Linked DNA regions of Zea mays: region 2 is linked to region 1. The links are chromatin contacts, called in public Hi-C maps. All regions are on one chromosome and are shown on one strand. Each heading gives the region's core, a stretch centred on a gene start, on an enhancer-like site or on the middle of the called end of the contact. The rest is flanking DNA. Distances are from core to core; before and after follow the strand shown.

Evidence for each region. A called contact is a pair of places that touch in the nucleus more often than the background predicts.
Region 2: a contact with region 1 is called in a Hi-C map of ear, with 2.5 times the contacts expected there. The contact joins the enhancer-like site here to the promoter of LOC100278920 in region 1. A contact is called at or near these places in 6 of 25 Hi-C or Micro-C datasets (ear, endosperm, leaf and 2 more).

The regions. Positions count from the first base shown.
Region 1 is chr3:100,525,333-100,529,135 of Zm-B73-REFERENCE-NAM-5.0, forward strand. It overlaps LOC100278920, which reads right to left and starts at 1,791. Exons shown (of 5, transcript NR_176394.1): 1 at 1,650-1,791; 2 at 1,153-1,223.
Region 2 is chr3:100,727,224-100,731,026 of Zm-B73-REFERENCE-NAM-5.0, forward strand. No RefSeq gene overlaps it. Among protein-coding and RNA genes, the nearest start is that of LOC100193217, 30 kb to the right of the region's middle. Within about 2 kb of position 2,053, at least 19 of the 20 cell types and tissues checked have an H3K27ac peak or open chromatin away from gene starts, as enhancers often do. A contact at or near this core is called in ear, endosperm, leaf and 2 more, where this site is marked.

The sequences.
Region 1 (3,803 bases), core at 541-3,040:
ATACCAATTGTAAGTAGAGGGACTCTAACTCTCATCAAGAGGATGACACTATGAGTTGGGGCAATTTTCTGTTTATTTCCTCAAACACTACACAATGCCATACCCTTAGAGGGGTTGGGGACACATATTTATAGCCCTAGGGGCTGCACTACACTGCACTACACACTACACTACACGCTGCAGCACACAGGTGCTGTCCTTTAGATACTAAAGTGCAGTCAAAACTGTTGTGCTGCTACTGCTGTCCTCTGCTGTGCTGCTACTGCTGTCCTGCGCAGTCAAAAGACTGCAGCTGCATGCTGTCCTGCTGCAACTGCTGCTGTCCTGCAGCAGTCAAAAGGTTGCTGCTGCTGCGCAGTCAAAAAACTGCTGCTACTGCTGTCCTGCGCAGTCAAAAGACTGCTGCATGTTGTCGCTGCAACTGCTGCTGTCCTGCAGCAGTCAAAACTGCAACTGCTGCTGACCACATGACTTATTCCATCATGGTAAATGAAATAGGTCATGTATTATACAAAACAAAAATAAGGTAAGGAAATGCAAATGGAATGCATAAAAGGTCCAACAAAAAGAAAGGTCCTGCTATAGAAGTCAAATTTCATAAAGTATGCTCACTTGCTCAGCACAATATATGAAGCTAAGCTCTTCTTCTACATTACTTTATGCAAATCATCAAAAGTGAAGAATGAAAATACTATTTCCTTTGCTGCATACAGGGTAGAAAGGGAGGGGGAATTGCAACCACAAACTAACCGCTAAAAGCCTAACCACTTAGGTCGAACAATGCAGGCCACGCAAGTACTAACTTTGCTGAAAATTTCAGTTATGCTAACTATCTGGTGCAATTTACATTCTTCTTTAGTGAATTGGAAGAGCTACTGCCCTTCCTTGAAGAAAATATGTTCAATAAAGCAGAAAGTGATATGGCAAAAGCCATTGTCTTTATCCTAAAGCCAGCACTTCAGTCAGTTCTTCCATACAATCAAACTTTTAACCCTCAACACCATACTACCTACATGTCTGGCTTATACATACATCTATTAAACAGGTAGTGAAATACAGATGACAGGAACAGCATGATGGAATCTATGAATCAGGATCATATATACGAAAAACGGAAAAAGAAACGTCAACTTAACATAAGGTCACACCTACTTGTGTAAAAACTAATCTTCTTTTCCAATTTTTGCTTAGATTTGAGGTCATGCTTCTTAGAAGACCCAGTCCTGCAGGCATTTTCAACCAGAGAAATTTTCAGAAATGTAGTGGCCAAGCCCAGAGAACACAAAATAATATCTTTTGCACGGTCTAATTCAGACATGGCTAAACAATGGCAGTATTGCAATCGAGAGCTACTTGAGCAGAACAATAGCTTCCCTAGCCTTCAGCTATAGACAAAGTGACAAATGACCTTAATATTATCTCTAGCATCCTAATTCATCAAATACCTAAGCCCTGGTCCATGAACGCCAACATAGCACTACATACAAACAGGAATAAAATGAATCGCGATTCGCGAGAGGAAAAAAGGAACAAGGGAAAGACAGACATGTCGGCGCGTCGCGATGGCGGAGCAGAAGAAAGGGATTCAAAGCAAGCGGGTGACAGGAGGAGACGGCGGAGGAAGATCAGGAGAGAGCGTCCGGCTGGACCTGCTGCACAGGGGGATGAAGGCGGCGTGCGAGTGGGACTCGATGGCGGCGGTCGGCGGCCTAGCCTATTATTCCTTCGTGTGGGTAACTGGGTAGAGAGCTCTAACGGATTGGTCGGTGGATCTCGGGCCTAGCATTAACGGATTTCTGCGATTGCTGGTCCATCCGGTCTGCCGTGCCGACAGAATTCGTAGTGGACACGGGCCATGACTGGAGGTTGTGGTGGCCCATGGCGATGCACGGAGGTGATGCGCGTGGCCTCTTCTTATCGAGCCAGGCGATAGTAGTCTAACAATTTCTCAAACTAATGCTTTAAATTGAAACTAGAAACGTGCTCGTGCGAGGAACACAAATTATGACCCTTCAATAAACTTAGAGACCTGGTGACAGACGGCGTGAGTATAATAGTGACGACAAAATCTATGATTAAACATAATTACAGAACGATATAAATATGTCTACCCAAATAGATTGAAATGGAATCGCATAAATAATTTCTAAAGAGTAAATATATAATGTGAAAGTAAATATGTTGACACCTTGTACACTAATCTAATCTTTTTTAACAATATCATTAAACCTCTGTTGTATGTTTGTCGGGATGCCATATTTGCACGAATTATCCTCGTAACTTAACAGTTTGATAATAAAATTTCTTTGAAGAATCTTTGCATCCCACACATAAGATATAAGGGAACAAAACATCAATTTATTATTTTGTAACTGGAGTGTATGTTTGAATATAAAAGGAATGTACTCCACTCACCCTAACAAATTTCATTCGACTATCATTCCCCCACATGGCCAAAGCTTTTAGGATAAGGTAGCTGGTGTTAAGCATATAGAATAATGTTTTGCCAACTAAGTTATATACAATAGAAATCATAGAAAAATTTTGAAATTGCTAAGAAGATGGTACGAAGAAAATATACTCTTTTAAGTCAATTGGAACACCAGTTTGAATTGTATGTTGCCACTTAAAAATATCCTCTGTCCATCGAATACGTTTCTTGCTATAGACAATCTTATATTTCTTTGAGACGATGATAATCGCTTCTGCGAACCTCTTGTATGGCATGTGCTTACACCAATCTTGAGTAGGTGCAAAGTCAATAAAAGTGACGTGTTTTTACCATGATATATTACGAAAAGGGCGTAGCAACCGTTGAATTTCCATGGCATAAGAACCTGCAAAATATCAGTCATTAGGATTGCAAAGAAGTGCCCTTTATAAATACATTCGAAATGAACTCATACTTACAATTTACAAGTCGTGATATAATAGTTCATTGATGGCCAACAGTCGAGTGTTTTGGTTAACTCTTCTGTTGTAGGGTCCTCATGGTACTTTGGAAGTTTGCCAAAACCAATCATTCTCTAGATAAATATATATACATGACCACATGGGGATTAGATGTAGATACTATACATTACTACAGTTTTGATTGGAAATAAACTTACCCAGAAGCGCATGTCCATATAATGCTTTCTATTATTTATGATTTCACCTTTCAGCCTATGTGACTCTTTATTGGCAAGCAATCGAACAACTATGTCAAAACATTTTTGAGTCATATCTAGATTTATCCTTAATATGTTCTGCAGGTCTTTGATAGATATTTCTATTTTAAAAGGGTTGAAACTTCGCACCCATGTCATCCTGTAATGTAGTATGATAAAAGTTTATATCAAGACTCTACGTAATTGGTATAAATAAAATAGACAAAATAATGAGCACTTACTCTAATGTCTTATCGTCTTAGATTGCCATGATGTAATCACATAGCACATCTATTAAATCGGCTTTAGTCACTGGCATGTCTTTGTGGAAAGACCACTCATTAAAAAGTCATTTGTGCACCCATCGGTCGAGACTTTTATAGGAGTACTTTTATCCTATTCATCAACAAACCACCTTTGTAAGTCTGCTTGAGTAATGGGGTTATCCTCATCTTCCATCAATACTTCGCTACCATCATGCACATGGAGTAGTTTCCTCGTAGGATTTGTTGGGCTATCTAATATCTCAACATCAGAGGGGCTTCTAGTGTGAACTTCTCTATCATATTTGTATAACGGACACCCCTTCTTTTGTTCATGTCTGAAGATAATAATATAGCAGCCATTTTTTTCTAAAGTGTGACATGTCATCCT
Region 2 (3,803 bases), core at 803-3,302, 200 kb after region 1:
TAAGGAGCATTGGGGTGTCACACCCGGGTTTTAGGGCACCAAGACCCGGGCGCGAACATAATCACCAGGTGTGCTGAGACCAAGTCTCACACATATGATGAATCATGGCACAGGATCGAATGTCACATTTTACTATATAACAGGAGTTCTATACAAAATAAATATTTACATTATAAGGAGACAACGGTCTAGCAACTCAAAGTTGACTGGGAGACGACGGCCTAGATCTCTCACGAACTCATCGCAGCATCCTCCATGCGCCTCATCCTGCGGTACCTATTCTTGACCTGTGGGGGGTGTGAGACAGCAAGAGTGAGCTCACATACGTTCATCGCTCAACAAGTTGTGGGGAATAATGTGCATGAACTCGCCAAAGGTGGGAGCTCACGTGAAGTGTAAGGCTTACCAAAGAGGATGGTTAGAGCTGAGCATTGCTTTTAAAGTTGGATAAAATTTTATTAGCAGTTACTAAGTATAAGTAAATACCGACCCAATTAATTAGTAGAACAAAGTAACAACATCACCCGCAATGCAATGCATATGACAAATTGAATTTAAGTTCCATAATTTAATCATCAGAGAGTCCTGAGCTGCTCATGACCGTGAGCTCGGCTAGTATACCAGTTTTACACTCTACAGAGGTGGTACCCTTTACCCACAAGTCATGTTACCCATCTGCCAAGGGATCGCGACTTCCCATACACCTCTACCGAGGAGGCGAGGCAGGGTAACACTACGAGGCCTTTACAAAGTTCCACTAGCTTCAGAAAACCCGCTACAGTTTATAGGAAGCTCCAATGCAGGGTTCTTGCCTGACCGCCATCGCAGCAAAATCAACCAAGGACCTCCCTACACTGACCACTCCCCTACTGCCCTTGCCCCTTTCGGGTAAGGTAATCCTCCACTAGCTTTCCTAATTAATCAGCCAAGGGCGTCCATAAACCCTTGTGGTGGCACGTGTTTCTCAAGTTAAGCTCTATGTTCCAATTAACATTAATGATCTTGACATGAACAGTAAATAACAACAGATAACAAAAGTATAATCATGAATAATGTGTATCTCAATGCCCAAAACCACATATAGCACTAGCAAGTACTACCCAAAAAGTTCAGTGGTAAACAAGGCATAAAGATAGACAAACTAGGGAACCTATTAGGTCCCTTCAAAATTAACTTATGCAGATCATTATGATTAATTAGAACATGAGTGGGTAAAAGAAGTGATCAAGGGCACAACTTGCCTGGGACTTGAGATTCCAGGTACCAGGATGATCTTCAGGTGACTCGTAACCTCGCGCTAGTCGTAGCAATACAAACAAGCATGGTATAGGCAAAATTAACATCACACCAAACATAATAATAAACCACATAATAATAATTTACGCTGCGTAACAAGATCATAGAAATAAGAACCACTAAATTCGGAGCTACAGTTATGAAGTTATGGTTTTCCGAAGATCAACGTGGTTAAATATAACATAGACTAAGTGCAACATTTTAATCTATATTTCATGACTAAACAAAGTTATAAGATGATAATAAATATTATTGTGAGACTAATGCAACTAGAATGGGTCAAAACTGAGTTACAGTTATTGAGTTATGAATTTCTGGAGTTATTAAGTACATGGTATATATTAATTCAGATGAACAATTTTAATTCATGTTTCATGGCTAAACAGTGTTCCTAGTTGATAGACAATATTAGCACAAAATTATTGCAACTGGAATATACCAAAAAGAAGTTAAAATGAATTTAATATGAATTAAACAAGTTTCTAACATTAATTTAATACCAAAAACCTATTTCCTATATTGATTTATTCCCTTTTATTTGCTGACTGGACTGGGGACACTATTCTTCAGAAGATCAGGGTCTAATCTATAAATTTTAGGACTTAATCGTGATGTTTCTTCACTGGATGTGGACTGCGGGTTGACTTAAGAAAAATGCAGGGGTTCTTTTATAATTTAGCCGTGGCCAAGGGGGTATGCGCCAATCTAATTCAGACCATCGATCCGCAATTCGACGGTCAGATCCAAAGACCGCCAATGCATTTGAACTTCTAATCGGCTCCGTTCACTTCTCATCCAACGACAACCGGCGCTTCTTCTCTCTACCGCTCGATCTCGCATCAGCGATTACTGGTTGTCTTCTAATCAATCTGCAGCCGCATGATGTGGATCGAACGGCAGGAGCTCATCCTCCCCACCTGAATCATCGCACGACAGCTACTGTACCCCGGACGCGGCGGAGCGCCATGACCGGAACTCACGCCCCGACGACCAAGGTACAATTCCTAAACGCATTCGGCCCTAATTGAAACCGAAACAATTATGGAGCAAAGGGTGGGGCCATACCGTGATTTATAGAGGCACGAAATCCCAACGCCGAGCTCCCAGGTTCACGGGCGGACGACGGTGATCCGGTGTAAAATTCGTTGGCACCGGACGCACCTAACCCGACGTCGATGCCGCGGAAGCTATCACCGAGCCGAAGCGAAGCTCCCCGACCGACGACGACCCTCAAACGGCGGTGCTTTCCACTGGCGTCAGACTTCCGCCCACCGCGCCCCGCAATCCGTCCACCAGACTCTCCTCTCCGATGGCTTATGGGTGGTGCTAGGGAACGAGTCAATCGGTCGAGACGGCCCAAGGGTTCTATATATACAGCAATGGCCGAGGCAACGGTATGGCCGAATTCCTCGGCGAATTCTGCGCGGCGGGTATGGAGATCCCCCAACGACCATGGTGAGCTGCACGGGGGAGAAGTCCATCAGACGAGGCGGAGTCCGCGGGGTTGTTGCCCTGTCGCAACGGTCGCAGCGGAATTCACGGGATTCGATACGGGGCTTCGCCGCGTGCGCGAGCCGCCATTGCGAAGAACAGACGAAGGTGACTGCAGACCGAGCGGGCCAGCTGTTCGGTGACCAGGCGAGACGTGTTTGCGGGGCGGCACCGTGTTGAGCGAGCGCGGGAGCTGTGCCTGTGGATCCATATCCATCCTTCGAGCGCTAGCTGCCTGCGGTGCGGAGTCCCTCCGTCCGTCCGTGCCTCCCTCCGATGTCCAGGCGGCCAGCAGAGGAAACGTGAGCAGACAAGCCAGCGTGGGGTAAGGAGGAAGAAGAAAAAAGAAAAAAAAATAGTAAATGGGCCGCGGAGGTAGCTGGGCCAAAGGGAGGTTCGGGTCCGAGAGTGTGTTTTCCTTTTTATTTTTCTCTTCTATTTCAAGGTTCTCGTTTCAGATTCAATTTAAATTCAAAACTCCCAATTCAAATTTCAAATTTCCCACGTGTCGAAATTAATACTACTGAGAATATAACCTCTACTATGTTCAATTTTATTATTTGTTATTTTCCTTGTTATTTATTTGTGGGAGGAATATATGGTTTCATAAATTGTTTTCTTTCTCATTGTCTATTTTATATTTTCATTTGTAATTTGAGGTCAAGTTTAACTTAGGATTCCTTATGGTAATAAAATGTATTACCACCAATTCATATGTATGAGATGCCCACTCTTTCATGTGGTTAATTTAATATTTTTAATTGATTATGATCAGGACTTGCCTACTAAATTCCAAAGGCTTCAAAAATTCTAAAATCTCTATCATAGATATTCTTATTTCTTTGTTTTATTTTTTTATACAAATTTTGGGCCTTACATGGGGGTACCCCTAATTACGGTCCCCGACAAGTACCATGTAAATTGTCATATCTATCGATGATAGCAGGGAGGGGAATGTCTTTATGTCTTTCCCCATTGACTGCAACATATTTCTAATGTAAATCAAGACCATCTGT